Regions from separate parts of the Drosophila melanogaster genome. Here all the other regions are linked to region 1. A link is a contact called in public Hi-C data. All regions are on one chromosome and are shown on one strand. Each heading gives the region's core, a stretch centred on a gene start, on an enhancer-like site or on the middle of the called end of the contact. The rest is flanking DNA. Distances are from core to core; before and after follow the strand shown.

Evidence for each region. A called contact is a pair of places that touch in the nucleus more often than the background predicts.
Region 2: a contact with region 1 is called in a Hi-C map of the S2 cell line, with 4 times the contacts expected there. The contact joins the promoter of Hcf here to the promoter of MED26 in region 1. A contact is called at or near these places in 14 of 107 Hi-C or Micro-C datasets (the Kc167 cell line, the ML-DmBG3-c2 cell line, the S2 cell line and 5 more).
Region 3: a contact with region 1 is called in a Hi-C map of the Kc167 cell line, with 2.3 times the contacts expected there. The contact joins the promoter of CaMKI here to the promoter of MED26 in region 1. A contact is called at or near these places in 10 of 107 Hi-C or Micro-C datasets (the Kc167 cell line, the OSC cell line, the S2 cell line and 5 more).

Annotation. Positions count from the first base shown.
Region 1 is chr4:786,583-791,579 of dm6, reverse strand. It overlaps MED26 (Mediator complex subunit 26), which reads left to right and starts at 2,602. Exons shown (of 6, transcript NM_166791.2): 1 at 2,602-2,685; 2 at 4,371-4,499; 3 at 4,554-4,997. The coding sequence starts at 4,434.
Region 2 is chr4:357,846-362,842 of dm6, reverse strand. Hcf (Host cell factor) reads right to left here and starts at 2,905. Exons shown (of 13, transcript NM_205873.3): 1 at 2,863-2,905; 2 at 1,837-2,256; 3 at 230-539; 4 at 1-172. The coding sequence starts at 2,152. PMCA (plasma membrane calcium ATPase) reads left to right here and starts at 4,186. Exons shown (of 18, transcript NM_001201587.2): 1 at 4,186-4,293.
Region 3 is chr4:443,148-448,144 of dm6, reverse strand. It overlaps CaMKI (Calcium/calmodulin-dependent protein kinase I), which reads right to left and starts at 2,641. Exons shown (of 8, transcript NM_166764.2): 1 at 2,497-2,641; 2 at 910-1,044. lgs (legless) reads left to right here and starts at 4,234. Exons shown (of 6, transcript NM_143665.4): 1 at 4,234-4,932; 2 at 4,991-4,997. The coding sequence starts at 4,752.

The sequences.
Region 1 (4,997 bases), core at 1,353-3,852:
TTGTTTGCTCAGAGCATATATTACAGGTCCACTTCGACATATACGTTCTTAAGAGACTCGCTGAAATTAAATTTTCCAAGTCCATCATCTTTGCAAAAGTGGAACAGCATAAAAAAGTTACAGCCAGGAGACAACGAATGTTTGTACTCAGCCCTTAAAGAAGCTATAAAAGAAATGAATGCATCTGATAAAGAGTGCATATTGGCTTGTGATGAAGTAGCAATAAAAAAAAACCTAACTTACAATGTGTCAGTTGATATAATAGATGGAATAGAGCATTTACTTGATCGCTCTAATAAAATCGGAAGCCATATTTGCGTATTTGTTCTTCGGGGTATTTTAAAAAAATGGAAATTTATTTTAAACTATTTTGTGGCCGAAACGAATATAAAAGGCGATTGCTTAAAAAGTCTTATTTATAAAAATATTATTATTGCTGAAACAATTGGGTTCAAAGTAAGGGGTGTTGTGTATGATCAAGGAGGTAACAATAGAAAATGTACCTCACTACTTGAAGTCACCAATGAGAAACCTTACTTTACCTTAAATAATAAAAAATATATGTTTTATGACATTCCGCATCTTTTCAAGTCTGTAAGGAATAATTTTCTAAGAGCTAATTTTGAAACCCCTGACGGACTAGTTGACTTTGATGTCATTCGAGAGGTTTACGAATTAGATCATGGATCAGTAACGAGAATGACTAAATTAACAAGGAGTCACGTTAATCCAACCAGATTTGAGCTAATGCGCGTATGTTTGGCAACTCAAACACTTAGCCACACTGTTGCAGCGGCAATTAAGACTTGTAACCAAAACAAGCAATTACATCGAAATAGTTCCGAAGTTGCAGCTTCTACGGCTGCATTTGTCCAAAAAGATAATGATTACTTTGATTGCCTGAATAGCAGAGTATTAACTGACAAAAACCCCATGAAATGCGCGCTCCAAGTTAACAATGGAGTTTGGAACAAACTAAAGGAAATGCAGGAATACCTAAAGAGCGTTAAATATCACGGGAATAAAATATATTGTGTTGATGGCTTGATCCAAACTACTGAAGCTATATTTGGACTCGTCGAAGATCTCTTTAAGGATCACACAGACCACTTTTTCTTTTTAACTAGTAGAGTTAACCAGGATCCCCTTGAAAATATATTTGCGTGCGTTCGAGCAAAAGGTGGTAACTGCAGAAATCCTTCAGTTAACGAATTTAATATAATAATTGCCAAGCTCATATCTCTACACATTTTTAAATTTTCACAAAAGTCGAATTGCGAATCAGATGATGATGTTATGTTGCCAATAGAGTTCGATTCGATAATATATCAGCCTTTCGTTGAAAAAAAAGAAATACAGCAACAAGAATACTCTGTATCATTTTCCAAAATCGTGCAAGACAATGAGAGGTACTTTGACCAAAATATAGATAACTTTTTGTGCAATGATGTACCCATTGAATTAACTTCCAGTAGATATTTTGTTGGATATATTGCTAAGGGATCCAGTTGCGATAAATGCAGATCGGTAATTTTAAAAGAAACCGAGCATTTAACAGCTCCATCAGAGCTTTTTATACATGAGAAAAACTACTCAATAGAATCGGACTTCGGGAAATTAAGGGCACCATCTGATTTATTTTTTAATATTTACAAAATACACATTAAAGCTTTCGAAAATATTTTTAAAAATAATAAAAAACAAATGTGTATAAAAAAATTTATTGTTGAGCAATGCATTAAGTGCACAAATGAAAGTAGTGCCTTCCCATTATGGTTTTATGAAAATAATGAATGTTATGCACATAGAACAGATCTTTTAAACAAACTTATAAAAGTTTTGCTTTTTAAGCATTGTAAGTGGACTGTGATAGCTGATAGACAAAAAAAGCAAGCTAAGCTCAGCATTCTATCTCATGAATAAAAAAAATGAGCGTTATTTAAATAACTGACGACTGAAAAATCGAGCAATATATAATAAAAAACAATAGTTAGAAAAATAACTTAATTGGGGAATATGGAAATGTTTTAATGTTAAACATTAAAATATTTCAAGTCGACTCGAAGGTCATATACGTAAATATAAGACCCCATTACAATTGTAATGGCCTCCCCGTAGTGTTCCCTGGGTACCGACTATTACACATATTACACATAAATAATTATCAACATAAATATAAATATGTAAACGGTAGCTAATTCGAGCGGCGATTTTAACAAACGAATTTAAAAAGCTTTAAAATTAAAAAATTTTAAAATTAAAATTAAAATTTTAAAATTATAATAAGAAGGGCGCGAATTTTTAAAAATTATTTTATTTCATCATATTGCTACGAAATTGGCAAAAAACTACCCTAATATGTACAATGTAAATTCATTTCTTTGATCAGAATTGATTTCGGCCCGAAAATCGTCTTCTAGCACAACACCCACACATATACGCGTTCCCGTCTCTTGTTTTTACTCACACAAGCAAGCAAATTCTATTTTTAGATTTCTTATGTTCTCAGCGTGAGCGAGCGGAAAGAGAGCAATTTTGGCCGTCACCAAAAAAGTGGCTGCATAGTGCCAAACCAATGTATGGCCGTTACGCATCTTGTTATTCTAGTGTCTTTGGTATGGCCGTTACGCATCTTGTTATTTATATGGCTTTGAATAGACCATGTGCAGTGTGATTAATGTGGGGGTATGTATTAAAAACGACATATAATATAAGTATATTTATGTATGTGCAAAAGGAATATATCAGGATATTTCGGTAAGAGCGACAAACCAGCCAAGTGTGAATTTATGAAGTTGATGCATCTATATTTTTGCAAATCTCAAGTTTATATGCAGAAGAGTCACTGTCGTTATATTTGAATTTTGCTCACTAGCGGAGATGATTAAATTTTTTATTATTGTACTGAAATACAAAAATGTTTTTTAAACTTAATTAGCATTTTAAGTAATAATAGTTTTTCTCCGGTATTCTAACGTTACCAGTGTGAACGGATCGGACAAGCATTCTTCCTAATTTAGTACTACTAACCGTTTATATTCCAATTACACTATATATATGGACACAGTCAGTTTTGGTTTTTGTCAAACACGGAAACACAGTATAAGCATGGGGTAGCTCAGTTCTTAGACGGGAAGGTCAATAAAATCTCTTCTGCTCGAGGTTCAGAATAAGAATAATATTATAGAACATATTAAAAAAAAAGCCGCTGTGGTAAAATGTGAATATAAAAAATTAAACATATTCTTTTTCTGTTGCTTATTAAATGTAAAATATATTCTTATATACAAAAGGCTTCCAAAGGTTTTGCAATAAGAAAAAAATATATACTCGATTTTGGTGCTGAAGGATAGTACTATAGTTTACTTTTTTTCAATTGTGAGATGATCCCTTAACCCAAGTTATGGGGTTTGGTAATTGTAAGCCATTTGTTTGTTTTTTGTTTTTGAAGAACACCGAGAGCATTTGTTTTGTACAAATCCTATATATACACACTTTTTTCAAATATTTCGCATTGAAATGAAAGAGTTTAAGAATCTTTATATATCCTTAACAAAAAAAAAACGGCATTGCTAGTCCGAATAAAATAAGTTAAGGGTAAAAAAACAAACAATATTTTAATATTCTCCATATTAAGTAAAGCGGGTAACTGGACGGAGAATCTACGAAATCGTTTTATATTTTACAAAATATATAGGACAACGGGAAAATATCCAAACCACAAAGCAACAAAACCTTCATTTTCTGGTCTGGTATATTTGACCCTTTTTTCATTTTGAGATTCACGCATTTAGCCCAAAAATGGACGTTTACTTTATATAATACTCCTATAGGTTTTCATGTCACATATAATACAATTCCTCTTCAATTCTGTTTGATAGCAGTATGATCAGGCCTTCCTGTTAAAAGAAATTCACGTGAAAGTATATCGATAATAATTGTTAAATACTTATCGATTTTCTGCCACCCTTGAAGTGCAGCTGTCATTGGTAAAAATGGCGAATTGTAATAAAGTCGGGAAGTCAACCATAAATTATTAATTTTCCTTATTTTGGACAAATACAAATTTTCATATTCAAGGAAGTGCGCTCAGGAAGCACAGACTTTACATTCGAAGTGTGCATATTTGTAAGCATAACGATTGAGCAATACACGTTTTGTATTGGTATGAGTGTTTCACAGACACGCTACTAACTCGGGTATTAAAATTTTTGAACTTCTGGGTCTTTAAACTTTACTTAATAGCAATTTTACGGCTATTTATAATAGTATTTATTTTGCAACAACGTGAAGTGAATACACTATAACTTTTTACTTTCTACCTACTACTTACTTTTCTATTACTTTCCTTATTTTTCTAACTTGGACAGTATTTGCATTTCGCCGTCCCTTGAATCTGGATCAGGGCAATATTTACGCACCGCAAGATATAAATGAACCAAATCGAAATACAGGAACTTACTACTCACCTATCCCAGGCACTTGATCAAAACTACGATGTAAGAAAACGTATTACCTTATCAACAAATCAGTTAATGTAAAGATCTTTTCAGGTCGTCAATATGGACGCAGTTCTCTGTGTCATATGTGCATTGGAGGGTACAACTATCACCAAGGAGCAGTTGGAGGCCACCAGATTGGCTAAGTACATAAATCAGCTCAGAAGAAGGACTAAGAATGAACATTTGGCTCGACGTGCAAAATCCTTGCTGAAAAAGTGGCGGGAAATGGTAGGAATTCAGCAAACAGCCACTGAAAATTTGGCACATCCCAGTCAAATTTCATCTTCACAACCAGCATTAGATTTGGTTAAGTCCCCTATCACCAGCTTTATTACAGAACCAATTGCTCCTTCGCAGCAAATAGTTTCAGATTTGCATTCAAATATCGACTCTGCGGAGCCTCCGCTTTCGGGTGAACATACCCTACTTCATCCGAACTTCTCCAACCTTGTAAATAGTATAAAAGATAGCGATCGCCACGAAAACATCGCTATA
Region 2 (4,997 bases), core at 1,656-4,155, 430 kb after region 1:
CATTCCACCATAAATCAAAAGATTTAAATTTCCGTTGCTTTTAGTAGCAAACGATATGCCTGTGTGCGACTCTCGTGGTGGCGGGCTATCCCCATATGTTTTAGGTACTATCCACTTTCCGTTATGACTGTGAACTCCTCGAGTATCCAGTATGTACAAGTCGTTTAAGTATCTACGGAACATTATTAAACAATCATTACAATTCTTCATTCGAAAATATGTAACTTACTTTGGAATATTATTTTTTGGGTCGTCCGATTCATTTGCTAGTCCGCCGAAAAGAAATATTTTTTCACCAACCATTGTAAAGCTGTGACCCAAGCGAGGACACGGTGACAACCCACTGTCTGGTGACTCTGGATACATTTTTCTCCATTCCCATTTAGTTGCCTGTAGCTCATAGAGCTCGTTTGAATATTTTCCGTATTCGATCATTCCCCCAAAAACAAACATGCGAGTACCCTCCACAACAAATCCATAAGCAGCGCATCCGTTCGGTACATCACCTTTTAGCACTGGGACGTACCACTGATTAGTAACTGAAATTAAAAAACGGAAATATATGAACAAATACATTTAATAAGCATCTAAAAATGAATAATTTGTCGAATGTCTTAAGAATTGAAGAACTGGACACGCTCATACTGACGGACTGACCGTAATGGTCAGATCGACTCAACTAATGATTCTGGTCTAGAGGGCCGGAATCCTGTTACACACTTTCATTGAATGCACAGTTGTGCCAGCCAGATTAATAATAACCACTCCTACATGTCTTTTTTTACCCGTTAATCGTAGAGTAAAAGGGTAGACTAGATTCGTTGAAAAGTATGCAACAAGCAGAAGGAAGCGTTTCCGACCATATAAAATATATATATTATTGATCTGGATCGATAACCGAGTGGATCTGGAAATGTCCGCCTGTATGAAAGTCGAGATCTCAGGAACTTTAAAAGCTAGATGGTTGAGATTAAACATACGATTCTAGAGACATAAACCCAGCGCAAGTTTGTTGACCCATGATGCCACGCCCGCAAACCGTACAAAACAGCCACGCCCACACTTAAAAATAATGTGATTACATTTTTTACATTTTTATTAGTCTTTTAAATTTCTAACTATTGCCAAAAATTTTTTCCCACGCCCACTCTAACGACCTAAAACCGCCCAAAATTGACCATATGTTTGAAAAACTTTTGGGTATTTTATTGTTATTTTATTTGTCGCTTAAATTACTATCGATTTGGCAAAAATCTTTTGCTTCGCCCACTTTATCGCCCTAAAGCCGACACGCCCACACTTTTGAACAATTGAACAATTTGAAAATGATGAAACTTCGAGTTCAGATTCACACTAGCTGAGAAACGGGTATCTGATAGTCGGGAAAATCGGCTGTAGCGTTCTCTCTTATTTTAAATTGGAGATTTTCTATGCTAGCTACAAAATTTTTATTACCGATTCAAATACTATAACTTTTCTATTACATTTTTCCTGTCAGTCAATCGCTAGTCATTAATTTATAATGCAAAAAGTATAGCTTCTATAGAAAATTAAGGTGTAGGTTTTATATTAAAATAATGTTTCAGAAATGTTATTACTTTTATATCATTTAATTTTTCTTAAATATGTTAATTTATTGAACATGTTTCACTTAATCATCATTATCACTTTAAAATTTGATAAACGGATGTTGTAATTCGAGTCGATCGAGCGAGTGCATCCTCACATCCTATTCTTAAAATGCATACTCTGTTGGTATACTATTTTGTTCAGAACTTCGGCTAACCGAATACGGTTATACATATGGCAAAACAGCACCAGGCCCAATATAGTTACCAGTATTATAAACGTGCAACTCGTCAACAATTCCTTCGTTTCCGCCGCCGAAGACGACCATTAGCTCTTTGATGTTTATCGCACGGTGTCCATGTCTCGGGCGGGGCTGCGGTCCGGTTGGGTTAAGAACTCGCTTCCATCGAAATCCGGTTAAGTTGCTGTCCAGCTGGTGCCCATCAGGGACATCCATATCCATAGAAATTCGATTAGCAAAACTGTGATTCTCGGCCTGAATAATATGCTCCGAATTGAGATCAGATGCCGATATTCGTTCTCCTGAAGAAAAGGCTGGATCCACAAAGTCTGAGCCTTCCATATTATGGCCAGCAATTTATTGTTTTGATAATATATATATATAACTTGATTATTGTAGACAGCTACAAATTAGGTTTGCATTTCCTTTCACGGTGCGTAGTCCATCTGGGAAATTAAAATTTAAATATATTATTACGATTTAAAGACACTTATTTAGTTCTTAGCTTCATAAATGCAAAACCTTTCAAAACAAAAACAAAGCATCCGACAAGATTTTAAAACCCACAACTATTACTTGTAGTTTAACTTCTGCGATCAAAGCACTGAATTTCCTCAAAATACAGTTTAAATCGAGTTTTTAAAGTTTGAATAAATATGTTTAAAAATGATTACCATATACTAAATATGAATGCATTAAAAACAGCTAGTACAAAGGTATGCTGATACTTAAAGGAGTATTTATATACCGAATGGCTTTGTGCTTATGTGTTTCCTTTAATTGTAAAATACTAAAAACCCAAAGGCATTCTCTATGTAATGCACAATTTATTTTGGCCTGGCAATGCTGGAACTAGACGCTTCCCTATAATGGATTAGGTCTACGCGCAAAAACTTTAACAAATCAGCCAATCAAATCTTGGAAAATAATTGATATTTGAGAGATATTTTATATGAAGTTCATATTTAAATGCTATACGACAATTTTCACTTTTAATGTTCAAAAAGACAAACACTATTAAGAATTATCAAAATTAAAAGCCGAACTGAGACCTCACACACGCAATTACTTATTAGAGGTGAACTTACAGAAGAAAAATATCGATACATAGATTGCTTAAGCTAAAATCTGAACATTGCCCACTTATTTGACCGCAAAAGCGGAAACAGTATATAAGCGTATTTTACAAAATTAGCATTCCACTATGTTTCCACTGCAGAAAAAATATTTGAAGATATTATTACTTTTTAATAGAAACTTAATAATTTTATAACAGCTCAACAGAAATGAGTTCATACGCAATGGAACACACAAATAATTTGAAGTCTAGAGAATTTTTCTTTTATAAATCTAGATAGGGATTGTTGTTACATAAGTTAAGTGAGGTTTAGTGTCGGAAATAATGTTTACTTTGACGATCATTTTCGAATTAATATTTGTGGTGCGAATATGAATCAAATCATATATAAATGATATACATACATATATGTATATACATACATATACATATATACAATAATTTCTGGACAGGTCGTTGTTTGTACTCTTCTAATTCAATCGATGCAAAGTGCAAAAGCGAAACAAGGACATGCTGGTTCTCAAAATTAATGGTCCGTAGGGTATTGAAAAGAATGAAAAAGGTTTTATACTTTTCAAGGAATTTTGTACACCCTATTACTCTACAAATAAAATATGTAGTTTTCAACGAGTTTTATGCATTATACATAATGTTTGGGTGTTTTAGAATAGAGAGTATAGAATGTTAAATGTATATATGTAAATGCTTTAACAATATTCCTATGGTATATGTAAACTCGTTCCGATTTCTTGGTTTCAGAAGTATGGACTTTATTAATAAATAATAAATTATGTATTGGCTTTTAACATGGTTTTGTTTTATGTGATAGTGCCAATCAATATATTTTTAACACAATTACATTTATATTTTCCGAGTGTAAAGAAACGTTTATGCTCTTATCTCATAAGAAGGTGATCGTCGCAGTACTAACGTAAGATAGGCAAGCAAAAGATAAGTTGATGCGACAATTCAGACAAACAGCTGGACAGCTATCTTTCAAATACTTCTCTTTAAATAACTGTGGCGCTGAGATTTTGCCGCAGTTCAGTGTAAACTTATATGTAGGCATAACCGATTTTCTAACATTTTAACTAAAAAGAAAAGTGAAGAGGTATTACGACGTAAGAGAGATATGCTACACGAACATTTGTGCTAGCGCGGCGTAATAAAATAATTTATTTTTACACTACATGTGAAAATACATCGATATTAGAATATTACAGTTTTGTGAAAACTAAGTGATTTCGATAGTAAAAGTTTGATATATCGATATATATTTCCCTGTGGAAAAATAAATACTGCTGAAAAGGAAGGCGTCACAGTGTCAGTACTTTATATTAAATATTTCGCTATATATTGTGGCGTTTAACTTGAGTCGTGTACAATTATTTCGCCTTCTAGTTGTGTACGTATTCCAAAAAAAATGCAGTTTTTAACAGTTAAACGAATGGGTACGCAAAGGAATGTAATGGGGCCAGGAAATGAACATGATATCATTTTATATTGTATGTTTTCCGAACATACGCTGTTCTCGAAATGAAATTAAAGCTGAAAGTTACTGATAGAGTAGCCCAGAATCAAATCCAAATGTGTACAATTTTCATTTGCTCGAAGGTTCATCATATTACTCCATGGTCAATATGGCCAACACCAATTCATATGTATGTATGTAGCTCTTGTCGTGACATGACGTAAGATTTCTGTTGGTGAAGAGAAGGTGGGGTGCACTTCCTTTGAACAAGTCTCGAATATTTCAATGAATTTGAATTGATTGGGTTTATAATACTTTTACCCTGAGTATGTTTATGTTTTTATTAGGAAATATAGAATCAACGGTATAGGATACATTTCCTGTGCACCTGTTCATTTACTGTGTGTTCATATCAAAAAATTCATGTGCACGTACTATGTGTGTACTATATATGTAAATTTAACATGTGCAAAAAATAGAGTGAGGCCCAGTTACCGACTAGCATGTAATTGTTGCAAAAATTTTGGCCAATGGCTCGAATATTTGTCAACTAGAACTAAAATAGATACATGTAAAATGACTTCCCTGACGTACATACATATGCGTGAATTTATTCTATTTATGGAAATCGTTCACAC
Region 3 (4,997 bases), core at 1,392-3,891, 340 kb after region 1:
CAACCTAGTATAGCCCTTTATTCTACGAGTAACGGGTATAATTAAGATCAAAAGTTCGGCCTGTAGATATTACTGCTATAGTAACTTTGATATCGATATCGAAAGGAAGCTACCTTCGGCAAACCAAGATTATATACCCTGGCATAGAAAATATGAAAAAATTCTTTTTGGATGTTCTCAATACCTAGAAGGATAAAACCAATATACAAAATATTTTAATTTCACCTAATGGTTGGTTGGTTAAAAAGCACTTGATTTTTAACAGACGAGCATCGCAACGATTAAGTGTTATCCTACCTTTTAGTTAAAATGATCGCTAATCTGAATTTATAAGCCATTGCGGTCATCTACATAAACTATGTTTTGGTTTAGCATTCATTACTCAAGTTATATTAAATGCAAAAGCTACTATTTTCACAATTGTAATATCTGGATCGGTATTATAATAAAACAAAATATCTCGAAAATTAACCTATACTTTTATATTTTTTAGTAATAAAAAATCTAAGATCAAGTAAAAGAAGTGAATATTAAACATAAATTAGACAGAACAAACTGAGGATTTTACTATGCCCAACACCAAACAGTATTCTACAGTCGCGATTTTAATATGTATATTGATTTTATTGTTTTTAATGGGTTTATGATCACATACTAAGTTTTTCTACCACGAGTAAGAAATATTCATTGCGAAATCTAAATTTGTATATATATGTAAATATGTATAGATAATAAGAAACGATTTCGATTAAAGTTTAATGATCAAATGCGACATTAAGAATTGTCAGTTTCATATTTTCTTTCGGTGTACAGGCACAAAATGTATATCACTCTTTATTTTATTTATTCCGAGTTGTATTGGTGCCTATTTTCTTTTTAACGTCAACTCTAAATTATTAACTTCCTTACCTTCTCAAAACGCGAATTTCATTCTCCAGAGATTCTTCCTTTCCCTTTAGAGCTTTCTTATCGATAATTTTCACTGCAAAATGTTCGCCTGGCGAATCTTTGCTTTCGGCTAGGCGTACTTCTGAAAAGGCTCCACTTAAGCGGTAAAAAAAGGTTAGTCATTAAAGTATTTAAAAATCTTTTTGCTTAGCAGCACGTACGTCCCCAGAAGTCCGTGAAGATTGTATTTCTCTTCAATTGACACTTGCTTATTGAGCTCCTTTAAGTCCTTCGCCTTGGCTTTCTTGCCCGAATCCTTTTTGCCAAACAAAGGCATTTCTAAGCAAGTTGATTTTGAAGTAGTATGTATTTTAGATTGCCGAAATTCGCATGGTTATTACTCTTCAACAGTTTAAGCCAGACTTCTCACAGGGTTCTAAAAGTTATAACGACGAACCCTATCAGCGAAGACGATCATATATATTCACAAAAGCAGGTTACATACATACATAGCTAGACACAAAGCAATGCAGTTGTTTTCGGTTTGGGAGCTCAATTATTCCGCTCAGTAATGAGCCCAGCTGCCAAAGGTTAAATTTTAGCTGATTACCTTATATTGCGTACATCTGTAGTCGAAAACAGACACTTGCATATCACACAATATTTACGTATATATATATATATATATATATATATACAATAATATACAATATTTATATATATGCATATATATACATATACATATATAATATATAATTGGGTTTATTTACATATACATGTATAAGTTTTATACATGCTTAAGAAGTATTACGAATTAACCAAAACAAGCGCAGGATCTCGGTGGCTTCACTTGAAAGCAGAAAACAATTGAAGACGAATTTTCAAAACGTTCCCCATATTGCAGACTTTGTTGCAAGCCAACACGTTTCTATTTAAAAAAAATACATCAAATGTATCTAGAAACTGTTTACAGGTCCTTTTGTTTACACAAATATTTATTCAGTATTCTCCAAATCTATAAATACTTGTGCGTTGCAGCGTAATGTCTGTTTTAAAGGAATACACACGCTAGGAATTACAATTACTTTTAGTATTGATTTATTGATTTTCTTCAGGCGCTGGCGCAACCATTGTGGCAGTGTTGACCAGTCAGCTATTTTTTCCTAAAAACTTTGTACTACTAATCTATGTATATGTAGTTTTTCCCAAAAGCGAATTGTTAGTCATTTTTCTCTGGAGCGCTTATATGTATATACATATAGCATAGTAAGTTAGTGATTATACATCTTACCTTTTTATTTGCAAAGCAAATGTAATGAATTTGTTTTTTGATTAGCTCATAGACTATCGGACACGAACAAAAAAATTAATTTTTCAAGTTATGTCGTTATTTTTTTTACATAATACTTAATACTATACATTTATACAGTTAAAATCTTTCAAAAAAGTAACTTTCAACCAAATCCGGAAATAAATTCTCAGTACGATTTTCACAAATTGGTTTACCGTGACACACTGCTCCATTGTTTCCAAATCTTAGCGGAACTTTAAACGTGACAAACTTATTTTGAAACATTAGCATTGACTGTTAAAATTGTGATACGTCACCTGGTTCTGGTTAAGTCAAAACAAATTGAACAAAAATTTCTTGGTGATTAAAAATATTTAAATAAATTTATATCTGTACTCTATTGATTTCCTATTGATATTTTGGAACTAAACCTTGGAACCAATCTTGGAAATTATAATTCTTGCGAACGTTCATGGACAGGAACAGGGCGAGACATTTCATTCCAAAGAAACAGTTGGGAAATGAAAACGCTTTAAGTTCTAATTAAAACAACTACCACTAGACTGAAGCTTAAGAAATAAATGCTTAAGCTAAATGTATTATATAATTTTTATTATCTGCAACATTTTAGTGAATAAACAGTTAATAATTGGAGTACATTCAAATTTGTATGTTGTTCTCAGATAGGTGACTGTGGCATGGATAATAGCATTTTCACACAGATACCAATATATCCGTTAAATTCTTAAAGTGAAAATTTTCAAGTTAATTAAAATTATTATGGATTTTTAAAAGAACTTTTTGAGGCAACACTTACTGGTTAGTAATCTATATAATGTAAGCATTAAATCAAACTTTTAACTTATAAGCATTTTATGGAATCATAAATATTCTTAATTGCTTTTAAATAAATTAAATTTAAATTAATAAATTTTAATAAATTAAAATCTCGCTTAGGTGTTTGCGACTATGGAAAACATGCTTAATATCCTAAGACCAAAAAATTTACAAATTTTTTTTTTTTTAATGCGTATCTTGATTTAGAGATTCAAGACCAAAATATATATATATATATATATTAAATAACATTCAAATCATAGAAGCATTTTAAATTAAATTTAATTTAAATTTAAATTAATAAATTTTAATAAATTAAAATCTCGCTTAGGTGTTTGCGACTATGGAAAACATGCTTAATATCCTAGGACCAAAAAATTTACAAATTTTTTTTTTTTTAATGCGTATCTTGATTTAGAGATTCAAGACCAAAATAGCTGTCATATATATATTAAATAACATTCAAATCATAGAAGCAATACTGTTTTGGGATTTGTCTAAGCAACAAACATTTTTGTTTAAATGAAAACATAATTGCATTTCATTTTTTATTCATGAATTAATGCAAAACAAGAGAAAACTCTTTAGTAGATATCCCCGATATGAGATACCCGCAACTCAGCAAGTTTTTTGTTAAGATAAAATGGGAAAAAAGCTAAAATAGCTTTGACAAATGTGGACGTGTCAGTTTTGGGTGGCTTATGGGTGTTTTGCAGACAAATATAAAGGCAGAAACACACGGAAAGACGGACATAGCCAGATCAACTCATCTATAACTATCCTGATAAAGTACATATATCTTTTACTCCACGTGCAATGGGCTATATTATTTGTGAGAACAACACAACGACGCCGGCTGTTCAGATATTTATAAGAGTTTTGCGATATCCCTGTTATTGAGCAAATATAGATAATAAAAAAGCAATAAACGGAACTAAAACTAAGTTTTTTTTTCCAACCAATGTGAAGAAAATTATTACCTCAAATTACAACGGGGACGACAACCACCCAAGAAAAAATATGTTTTTCCATATATATATGCAAATGCTTCGATTTGTAATTCAAAATAATAAAATATGAGATTGCTGACTGAGCTGCATTGGTCTTGCTTAATAGGGTCTTAAATGAGTAGTGGATGTTTTATGGAATACCCTGGTTATTTATGACTTAAAGCTACCAGATCTGGAATTCTAGTATGAAAGTAATAATTATACCAAATTTGGTTTGTTCGAATTATCGCGGTCTGGTCACATATAAGGGTAGTAATTACATTTTTTATATATTAGATTGCTTCTCTTATTATGCGAGCTGTTTATTCCAAAGTATGTTCGCAATTTTCGACTCCTGCTAACATAACGCACGGTTAAAGCAGGAACATTTGGGCCTATAAGCCCAAAATTTCATTAGCTTAATACGATGCTCCGAAGTGTTATTGCATTTGCACATATACATAAAATTGTGACATAGAATAGGAGAATTCCACATACAAATACAAAAATACAAAATCCTCCAGTAAAATTTAAAACGATATCGTGTTTTGCTTCGCGTATCTCACGTGAGATGTAATCGCATGCATATGAGTGGTGAGTGCCTGCGTGCAGTTCCTGGTCTAAATATGCTTAATTGCGTTCGCCGACTTCAAAAGCAATAAAACGATGGATTTTAATTGCTACTTGAGCAATTAGCCACACAAGGGATCTTGGGAAGGTCGATTTGAAGGAATTCGATTTCTAGGATGCTCTCGACAACAATGCCCCGCAGTCCAACCCAACAACAGCCGCAACCAAACTCCGATGCCTCCTCAACAAGTGCATCTGGATCAAATCCTGGAGCAGCGATCGGAAATGGGGACTCGGCGGCGAGCAGAAGTTCTCCGAAGACCCTTAATAGCGAACCCTTTTCTACTTTGTCGCCGGGTAAGACTTGTATTGATTTCTCTTTGTCCGGAATTATAACAACTTTCTGTGTTTCCAGATCAAAT